Regions from separate parts of the Mus musculus genome. Here region 1 is linked to region 2. The links are chromatin contacts, called in public HiChIP or PLAC-seq maps. All regions are on one chromosome and are shown on one strand. Each heading gives the region's core, a stretch centred on a gene start, on an enhancer-like site or on the middle of the called end of the contact. The rest is flanking DNA. Distances are from core to core; before and after follow the strand shown. Region 1 overlaps Phactr4 (phosphatase and actin regulator 4). Region 2 holds the start of Gmeb1 (glucocorticoid modulatory element binding protein 1).

Region 1 (5,341 bases), core at 575-3,074, 120 kb before region 2:
AGTTAAAAGCACAGACTACTCTTCCGGAGGTCCTGAGTTCAATTCCCAGCAACCACATGGTGGCTCACAACCATCTGTAATGGGATCTGATGCCCTCTTCTGGTGTGTCTGAAGACAGTGACAGTGTACCCATACACATGAAATAAAATAAGAAAACAAAAACAGAAGAAAAATAAAAACAGGAACAGATGGGAATACTCGGTGAGGCTCCAGCCTCACTGTACAGTTCTTAGTGCTTCCTTTCTGCTTAGCCCACTTGCCATCAGCACGGCTCATCTGTAACTCCTTACTGCTGTGCCCTAGTTAAGCTGCAGTCATGTGAGTACAGCTTCCTTGGGAACTAGTACTTTCTCTGGAGATCGGGCTGATCTCAAACTCACAGAGGTCCACCTGCCTCTACCTCCCAAGTGCTAGGATTAGGGCATGCGCCACCGGTGCCTGCCTTGTTTGTTTTTTATATCTAGTTCTCGGTGTGGAACCCAGGGCCTTGGACATGCTGGGCAATCATGACTGTCAATGTAACTCCCAGCTCCAGCAAAGCATTTTGTTTTGTTTGGTCAGAGCCTTGTTGCCCTGGCTGGCCTAACACTGTACAGAATGTGCTGGCCTCCAGCGTGGCAGGCTTTCTCAGCCTCTTGGTCTCAGATGGGAATATGTGTTTTGTTTGAGGCAGTCTGTGTAGCCCGTGCTAATCTAAACCTTACTATGTAGATAAGGCTGTGCTGGGACTGATCCTCCTGCCTCCACCTCCCAAGTGCTAGTACTACAGGCATGTGGGACCACTCTCAGCTAAGTTTTTAGATGTAAAGTTAGTTTCCCTGTTCTTTTTTTTTCTTAAGAGCACAAATACTGTGAACTACTTTATTCTTTTATACTTATAACGCTAAGAGATATGTTGACCTTCCAACTGCTGAATTTCTGAGTTGTGTTTTCCAATTTAATGTTAGTTTTAGAGCGAAAAATATCTATGCGAAAACCAAGAGAAGAACTGGTTAAACGAGGGGTTCTGTTGGAGGACCCCGAGCAGGGTGAGTTCCAAACGATCAGCACACGGCTGTCTGTGCATTGCTCTCTGGCTGGGTCTCGCTCGCTAGGCTCTGAAATTGTTCCCTTTGCTTTACTCTTACTGGAGTCACGGTGGAGGAGCACTTTAAAAATAGTTCCCTGTTTCTTCCCAAATGCCTGGCTTCGCTCTTAAGCTGAAATAGGAAGATTGGTGAAGGGTCCTGGGAGCAAAGATTTTGTGTCTCTCTGTCTTCTTGAGATGAGTGTCTCCTGTAGTGGTGACAGTTATTTCAAGTTGCTGATTGATAGTTCTGACCCAGTTGCCTCCACCCTCATCTTCCTGTCGCATCAATAGCTTGCGGACGTTTCAGCACTCGTTGCTGGTTATCCTGTGAGATCTGTTATGGCTGTTGTGAAGCAGTGGGTTATAAACGTAAATCAGTAGTGTACCTGGGTGTTTGTCATTTCTCTCGAGTTTATCTTATGGAGCAGTTCACTGTGTTGGCAGAATTGCCATCCTGCTCCCGTCTTCTAAAAATAAAAAGTAGGCACTGGCCAGGCAGTGGTGGCACACGCCTTCAATCCCAGCACTTGGGAGACAGAGGCAGGCGGATCTCTGAGTCCAAGGCCAGCCTGGTCTACAGAGTGAGTTCCAGGACAGCCAGGGCTATACAAAGAAACCTTGCCTCAAAAGAAGGAGGAGGAGGAGGAAGAAGAAAAAGGGGGAGGAGAAGAAGAAGGGGAAGAGGAAGGGAAAAGAAGAGGAGGAGGAAGAGGAAGTTGTTTTTGGCAGTGTAAATCTGGCACAGTGATTGAGGGAACTTCCTGCTCTTACAGACAGGACTTAATTCCGAGTACCCACATCGTGTTTCACAGCCATTTGTAACTCTAGTCCCAGAACCATTTTTTGGCTTCCCCTAGTACCAGGCAAGCACGTGATATATGTACACACAGACAAAACTAATACTCTTTAAAACAAAACAACAACAACAGATGTTTCTGAAAATGAATAAAATCAAAAGTGCAGTGCCAGAGAGCTGGCTTGGCAAGAAAGGTACTGGCAGCAGAGAATTGATGCCCACAGATTGTCTGGTCTCAACACATGAGCCGTGGCATGAACCATGACAAAAGCATACTCACACACGTGCACACGTTCAGAAATAAATGTAATAGTTTTAAAAATAAATAAAAAGCTAGAAATGGTGGTTGTCTTAGTGAGGGTTTCTGTTTCCTGCACAAACATCATGATCAAGAAGCTCACACTTCCCACATTGCTGTTCATCCCCAAAGGAGGTCAGGACTGGAACTCAGGCAGGTCAGGAAGCAGGAGCTGATGCAGAGGCCATGGAGGGATGCTCCTTACTGGCTTACTCCCCCTGGCTTGCTCACTTGTTTTCTTATAGAACCCAAGACTACCAGCCTAGGGATGGCATCACCCACAATGGGCCATCCTGCCTTGATCACTAATTGAGAAAATGCCTTACAGCTGGATCTCACGGAGGCATTTCCTCAAGGGAAGCTCCTTTCTCTGTGATAACTCCAGCTTGTGTCAAGTTGACACATAAAACCAGCCAGTACAGTGGTACATACCTTTAGTCCCAGCACTTGGAAGACAGAGGCAGGCAGAGCTCTGTAAGTTCCAGGTCAGCCTGGTCTACATTATGAGTTCTAGGCTATTCTGGGATACACAGTGATACCTTGTCTCAAAAAAACAAAAGAAAATAAAAAATAAAATCTATAACTGGGCACAGTGGCACACATCTGTAATCCTAGGAGGCAATCAAAAGGATTACTCTAAGTTAAAAATCAGCCTGATAGAGAGAAAGCTCTAGACCAGTCAGGGACACATACTAGGATTGTCTGAAAAGCTAGCTTAATAATTAACCAATTCATTAACTTAATAAAAATACAGCCAGGTGTAGTAGCTCACACCTAATAGCCTAACAACACTAGGGAGACTCCAGGTTGATCCAATTCAAGGCTAGTCTAGGCTGCCTCAAAACAAAAAGGGGAAAAAAAATGTGTTACGGTTTCTTCAGAGGTACATTTATTACTTATTTGTCTCTTCTTCAATACTTGTAGTCCAAATTCCACTGTTTACTGGGCATGCTTGAAAGATACTGTCTAATCTCTTAGTGGGAGGGGGTGTGTCAGATAAGAGGAGCTGGTCTGTGAGAACTAACTCTAAAACTATCAAGAGATGAGCATATCTGTGTGTGCACACACAAATAAAAATAAAAATAAATCTTTCCCTGATGTCACTCAAAGCATTACTGTGAGAAGCCAGCAAGGACACTACACTTCCTGTGACAAGGAAGTGAGGCGTAGTCTCTGACCTCTTTCTTCATCATCTTCTGGTTTGGTTTTGGTTTTGTTTGTTTGTTTCAAGAAGTATTTATTTATTTTATGTATATGAGCACACTGTCACTCTCTTCAGACACACCAGAAGAGAAGAGGACATCGGATCCCATTACAGATGGTTGTGAGCCACCATGTGGTTGCTGGGAATTGAACGCAGGACCTCTGGAAGAGCAGTCAGTGCTCTTAACCACTGAGCCACTGAGCCATTGTTGCGCTCACGCACCCAGGGAGGACTCCTTATATACACCCCAGCACAGGGAAAAGCTTTGTGTCCTCCTGGGATTGGTCAGTCTGCCAGCAGAGTGCATGCAGGGATGTTCTTTACTGGCTTGCTTCCCCTGGCTTGCTCAGCCTGCTCTCTTATAGAACCAAGACTACCATCCCAGAGATGGTCCCACCCACAAGGGGCCTTTCCCCCTTGATCACTAATTGAGAAAATGCCTTACAGTTGGATTTCATGGAGGCATTTCCTCAACTGAAGCTCCTTTCTCTGTGATAACTCCAGCTGTGTCAAGTTGACACAAAACTAGCCAGTACAGTTATATTTCTTTATTTGTGTCTGGGTGTTTTGCTTGAATATATGTCTGTGCACAGTGTGCATACCTGATGTTCTTGGAAACCAGAAGAGCACATTGGATCCCCTGGGACTAGAGTTATAGATGGTTGTAAGCTGCCATGTGGGTGCTGAGAATTGAACTCAGGTCCTTTGGAAGAACAGCCAGTGTTCTTAACCACTGGGCCATTTCTTCAGCTCCTGACCCCACTATTTTCAACTCTTGTCTTCTAAAAAAAGTCTAAGAAACTGCAGGCCCTGGGGGTGGTTGTCTCACTGCACCATTACCTTTCTGTAGCAGTGTGTCATCGCCACAGGGCTTCTCGGAGCTGCCAGGCCAGTGGCCATCCCTGTAGTGTAGTGTGTCTGGAATTGCTGTGTGCATCATGTTATCACTGATGTATCCTTTAAGGCCCCCTGGCTCTCTAGACCTACTACCCTCAGTCACCCCTGCCGTTTTGTTCCATGAGCGTTAAAACAGTTGTTTCTGCTGCTTTTCTTGTTTAGTCACTGCCTGTCTATAACCCTACCCCCAACAGCATTTAGAGCCAACCTTCTACAAATAAGTAAAATTATGCCTACCTATTACTTCTAATCCCCTTGCTTTTGGTTTCATCCAGGATTTATTTCTAGCCCCTTTCCCTGTGTTCTATAGTCTTCATGGCCTAGCACCTGCTTGCCTTTACAGTCCTACTCATGTATGCCTAGTCTCTACCAGATGTGCTCATTGCAGTCGCTGATCACAATTGTATGCCTTTATATGGACTATTATTTCTTTTTAAAAAGACTTTATTTTAAAATTATGTTTATCTGCCTGGTGTGTCTGTGTCTGGGGTATGTGCACATGAGTGCAGATGCCCATGCGGGTCAGAGGCATAAGATCCCTTGGATCTGTAGTTACTGGCAGTTGCAAGCTGCCTAGCATGGACGCTGGGAACAAAATGCAGGTCCTCTGCAATACCAATGTGTGTGTGCTCTCAACTACTGAGCCATCTTTTCTGCCCCTCCAATTGTCTTAGTTTAAAAAGACTGTCACCAATGTGGTAGGCTTCTGTTCCTCTTTCAAGTCTTACTGCTCTCTGTGGTACATCCTCAAACCCTTTCCCACCCAAAAGAATGGATTTTTCTTCATTTTACTGTAGCCTTTCTGTCAGAATAGTATCCTTTTTCTCCTCAGTGCTGGGTGTTTGTCACATGGCCTTACATGTGCCAGGCAAGCCTTCTACTGGAGCTATAGCTGAGATGTGATCTGTATGCATAGTAGATGAGCTGTGAAGGAGTTACTTGTATAGTTGGTAATAGATCACTTGTGGAAGAAGAGCTACCACTTCTGGTAATACTGCTGGATCCAGGTAGTGCGAGTGTCAGTGAGACGCCTCCTTACCAGGAGAAAGGAGCTAGGAGAGTGGGGGCCATGGCTGT
Region 2 (5,183 bases), core at 2,362-4,861:
GTCCTGAGTTCAAATCCCAGCAACCACATGGTGGCTCACAACCACCCGTAATGAGATCTGAAGACAGCTACAGTATACTTACATATAATAAATAAATAAAATCTTAAAAAACAAACACACCCTCTCTATGTAGCTCAGGCTAGTCTCAAACTCATAACCCTGCTTGCTTCGCCCTACCCAGTGTTGGGAGTATAGAGGCATTTCAGATGTATTTGTAGGGACTGGAGAAGATCGTATGTCAAAACAAAAATCAGAGAGATACACTTAAAACATTCAAGTCTCAATCTTTCCTCCAAAGCTACTGCCTGAGGTCCCCTGGAGAGCCCGTCCTGGTATATGCATACACCATTATGTGCACACAGCCTCTCCCCAGTAGACGCCCCTTCAGAACAGTTGTCTCCTCCATTGGTCAACTTCCCTTTTCACTCAAACAAACAGAATCCTCCCCTGATCGAAATCGGCTAACCCCCGGAATGATGAAGGGTGAGACAAATCCAGACCTGGCAGCGAGCATCTCTATAACATTGTATTATATGTTTGGTTTGGGTTCCTAGAGAAAGAAGCTAGCACTTCACAGGTACTAGAAAATTCACCGTGTCTCAGGCTGACCTCGAACTTGTGATCTGTATGCCTCTCCCCAGTAGCAGAGGATGTAGGAACTGGGCTACCTGGCTGGGTCCAAGCAACTTTCTTTTTCTTTCCTTTGCTTTTTTTCTTTTCTTTCTTTTCTTTTCTTTTTTTTTTTTTCCGAGACAGGGTTTCTCTGTGTTGCCTTGGCTGTACTGGGACTTGCTGGCCTTGAACTCAGAGAGATCTGCCTGCCTCTGCCTCTCCAGGGCTTAACCATCACCTGACTGTGAAGTAAATTCCTAGTATGCACCAGACACTGGGTTTGATCCCAGTACCCTCAAACCAAATCAAAGCCCAAATATACTAACACCTCTTTAATTCCTAAGAAACAGCTTTTAGTGAGCTAAAAAAATAAAAAGTGTAATTCAGAATTGTGTATGTATAATAAATCATGAAGGTAAAGAAGGAGGAAAATTAATAGAAAAATATTGGCTGGGAATATGTCAGTTATAAGTAGAAATACATTCTGTGTTTTCCAACCCTTTGTGAGCATTTGGTAACAGGAGGAGTGATTAAGTGGGGGTGGGGTCTCTCATAGCACTTACCTCGGAAAGCCAGCAGTCATCTTATTACCTTGGTTTATTATTTGTTCCCTTCATTCAAGCAACATAATAAAGAAACACAATCACAGTTGTCGCTCCTCCTCGGTGCTTTCCCTACAAGCTCCATTCACTGCCATCCAGCTCCATTTAGTCCCCAGCCTCAGAGAGGACTCCACCCAGCAGGAACAGCTCTCCTGCTGAACCCAGTGGCTGACCTAGGCTTTCCCCTTCAGAGCTGTCGCAGTCTCCAGACATACTAGAAAAGGGCATTGGATGCCCATTACAGATGGTTGTGAGGCACCATGTGGTTGCTGGGAATTGAACTCAGGACCTCTGAAGAGCAGTCAGTGCTCTTAACCAATGAACCAACTCATCCAGCCCCTAAGATCTTATTTCTTATTTATAACTGTATGTGTGTTTGTTCGCGTGAATGCAGTATCACCGGAGGCCAGAACAGGAGTTGGATCCCCTAGAGATAAGAGTTACAGGCAATAATGAGTCAACCCACATGAGTGCTGGGAACCTGACTCAGATCCTTAGCAAGAACAGTACACACCTTACTTGCTGAGCCATCTCTCCAGCCCCCAATGTTTCTTTTCGTGCTTGCTCAGTTAAAATGCTCTCACATCCAAAAAAGAAAAAAAAGAAAAGCTGGGCGTGGTGTCGCACGCCTTTAATCCCAGCACTTGGGAGGCAGAGGCAGGTGGATTTCTGAGTTTGAGACCAGCGTGGTCTACAAAGTGAGTTCCAGGACAGCCAGGACTACAGAGAAACCCTGTCTCAAAAAACCAAAAAAAGGGCTAGAGAGATGGCTCAGTGGTTAAGGGCACTGACTGCTTTTCCAGAGGTCCTGAGTTCAATTCCCAGGAACCACATGGTGGCTCACAACCATCTGTAATGGGATCTGATGCCCTCTTCTGGTGTGTCTGAAGACAATGACAGTGTATTCACATATATGAAATAAATAAATAAATTCTTAAAAAACAAAACAAGGGCTGCAGAGATGGCTCAGCAGTTAAGAACACTGACTGCTCTTTCAAAGGTCCTGAGTTCAAATTCCAGCAACCACATGGTGGCTCACAAGCATCTGTAACAATATCTGATGCCCTCTTCTGGAGTGTCTGAAGACAACAGTGTACTTACATATAATAAATCTTAAAAAAAAAAAACCCGCTCTCACACACTTATATATCTTTTTTAAAAATCACATTTAGAGTGGTGGCATACTCCTTTAATCCCAGCACTTGGGAGGCAAAGGCAGGCGGATTTCTGAGTTCGAGACCAGCCTGGTCTACAAAGTGAATTCCAGGACAGCCAGGGCTACACAGAAAACCCTGTCTCAATTAAAAAAAAAAAAAAAAAAAAAATCACTATGTAGGTTCGAGTGGTGGAACTCAGGTGGTCAGGAGCCTGCACCCAACGTGCCATCTCTACACACACACACACACACAGCCCACAACCTGCCCTTTGGAAGCAAAGAAGACAGATACAACACAATGTCTATAGGAAGAAAGATGGGAAATAACCCTTGTGGGTCTTCTGCACGTGTTCTACCTACCGACCTACTTCCCTCCTCACACCCCTCATCTCTACGTTTGGCTTGCTTTTTTTTTTTGAGACAAGGTCTCATTATGTAGCCACAGCTGGCCTAGAACCCACTATGTAGACCAGGCTAGACAGGAATTGTGGAATTAAAAGCGTGTACCACCAGCACGTGCCGACGTTCCTGTTTAACTTTCAAAGATGAGAATGAAAGAGTAAGGTGGCTCTGAGGAATTTATAAACCAAAAGCATCTAACCCCAAGGCCTGACCACATTGCCTTAAAGCTTGTCAGTTACTATTCCCCGGCCTCAGAAACTTGCCCAAGTACTTTTCAAGTATCATTTCATTGTACATGAACGACATGTACCTTTCGGGAAATAGGTGGCTTAGAGTTGTCAAGTCACTGCACAGTTGTTGTACCGGTTCCAAGGAAGTTCAAATTTGAACTCCGAACCCGGACAAGCAGGAAAACCTGCGCAAAGAGCCATGGTTTGGACGCGGGAAGGGGTTACTATCTATGCTCAGCAGCATCTTTTCATTCCACATTGGTAACCTGAAATCCTGATAAATTGTAAGCGTCAATAAAGAGGATTTGGAGAAAGAAAAGCCCTAGTCCTCCACAAGAGTCAGGGCGAGATGACCTCTGCATCTAAACCTTATTCAGTCCCCTGGGGCCTCCCGCGACTTCTCCAACACTGCCTTTCTAGGACCGAAGGCCTAAGCTCTCAGGCTCCCCTAAATCGCTAGGCTGAGGGGGGAGGTGTATCCCCTGCGCGGCCCGCAATAAGGACGCGTCCCCTTTAAGGCGCCGGCTCGCCCGCCGCGGCGGCCGGAAGTGCTGGAGCCCGGCTTGGCGGCGGCGGTGGCGGCGGCCGCCGTGGCGGCTTTGTGCGCATGCTCCGTCGCCCGCCCGCCCTGGCCGCTCGCCGCCCGCCCGCCCGCCCGACGGAGACGGTGAGGAGGGGGAGGGGTGGGCGCGCGGCGCGGCGAGGGCTGGGGGCGGGGGGGGGCGGGCGCGGGGGCCGCGCGGCGGCCGGCGACGGCGACGGCGAGGGCGAGGGCGAGGGCGGGCGGGCGCGCAGGGGGCGGGGGGCTGCTGCCTCCGCGGGCGCCTCCCCACGCCCTGTGCGTGCCGCCGCCGCCGCCGGGGAGCGAGCGGACGTCGCGGCGCCGCGGGGGGGGTGGGGGGACGCTGCCGCTGGGTCCGCCCGAGCCGCCGGGCCGCCCCCAGCGTGGCCGGCCGGGCCTAGGCTCCGGGTCCTACGAACCCCGTACTGGGCGGGGGTTGGGGGGGTGGGGAAGGCTCGGCGCCCCCGGACCGAGGGGCCCGGAAGTCCTCGCGGAGGGGCCAGGGGAATCCCTCCCCACCCCAAAAATACGGGGTTTGGGAGCTTGGGCCTTGCGCGGAGGAGCTGGGTCAGGCCTGGGTCGGGCCGGGTCGGGGGAGAGGGCGGCGTGCTGGGGTGGGGGTGGGGTGCAGGGAATAGGGTCAAGCCTTCGCCCGAGGGGAGAGGCCTGGGCCACCAGACCTGGAGAGGAGGAGGAGGAGGAGGAGGAGGAGGAAGGTCCTTTGGAGGGCTTAGGAGAGGAGGCAGCGTCCTTCCCAAGATGAAGGGCAGTAAGAAGGAGAAGGGTCCCCGTGAGGGCTTCAGAGTGGAGGGCCTCCGGTGGCTAGGTGGAGAGTAGGGTGGTTTCCTGCGTCAGGAGACGAGGGAAGCCTAAGGTTATGGGGTTAGTGAGAAGGTACTTGCTGGGAAGAGGGTACCCCTTGCTTTCAGAAATGACAGGGAATTGGCCAGGTGTCCTCGGTTTGAGAGGCAAGAGAAATGTGGGCAGAATCTTACCCGAGGGTCTTGACCTGGCTGTCCAAGGAGCAAGGAAACCCTGAGCTCTCAAAATGCGACCTGTTACTGACTCTAGGAGAACCAGGAAGTAGGGGTTTTCTCCACATCTGTACACTCTTGCCATCTGCCCAGCCCCCTTTCCTTGGCTAGTATTATGGAACGTTTTCATAAGAGCTTGGGCCTAACGCTTCTAATTTTTCAACCATATAATAACTTGTTTTTCTTTTATACTTAAGTTCATTGAGTAGGTGTATTTGAGCTTTGTTGGGTTAGTTTGGGCCCTGTTTTGATTTCTTACACTCTTAGAGGGGTGACTTTTAAAAACGTATTCCTTGATTCCTTCAAACACCTATATAGGAGTCTCCATCCAATCTGTGATTTATATAGAACTTCACTTCCTCTGGATACTTCCTGCAGAGTGAAATGACCTTGGGTTCATTATATCTGAGTTCACTTTGGCTGAACAACCAAGTGCATACGGTGGACTTAGTGAGTTTTGTGCTTAAGTAATAAAGTTGCAAATTGGAGACTTGTTGTTGGTTTTGGCTATTTATTTGAGACTGGGTTTCTCTGTGTGGCTCTGGCTGTTTTGGAACTGGCCTCCAATTGTTTAGGTATTTGAGA

What was found. HiChIP or PLAC-seq counts read pairs in DNA pulled down with a chosen protein or histone mark.
Region 1: a contact with region 2 is called in an H3K27ac HiChIP or PLAC-seq map of microglia, with 9 times the contacts expected there. The contact joins the enhancer-like site here to the promoter of Gmeb1 in region 2. A contact is called at or near these places in 2 of 39 promoter capture datasets (frontonasal cranial neural crest and maxillary cranial neural crest), 3 of 115 datasets of contacts at active chromatin or transcription factors (double positive thymocytes, embryonic stem cells and microglia) and 3 of 9 other capture datasets (adipose tissue, liver and pancreatic islet).

The regions. Positions count from the first base shown.
Region 1 is chr4:132,378,969-132,384,309 of GRCm38.p6, reverse strand. The region is part of intron 3 of Phactr4 (phosphatase and actin regulator 4); the gene reads left to right. Among named protein-coding and RNA genes, the nearest start is that of Snhg3, 28 kb to the right of the region's middle. Within about 2 kb of position 1,824, at least 14 of the 459 cell types and tissues checked have an H3K27ac peak or open chromatin away from gene starts, as enhancers often do. A contact at or near this core is called in adipose tissue and microglia, where this site is marked.
Region 2 is chr4:132,259,977-132,265,159 of GRCm38.p6, reverse strand. Gmeb1 (glucocorticoid modulatory element binding protein 1) reads left to right here and starts at 3,611. Exons shown (of 10, transcript NM_020273.2): 1 at 3,611-3,669. It overlaps Gm28874 (a long non-coding RNA gene), which reads right to left. Exons shown (of 2, transcript XR_390809.4): 1 at 4,560-5,183.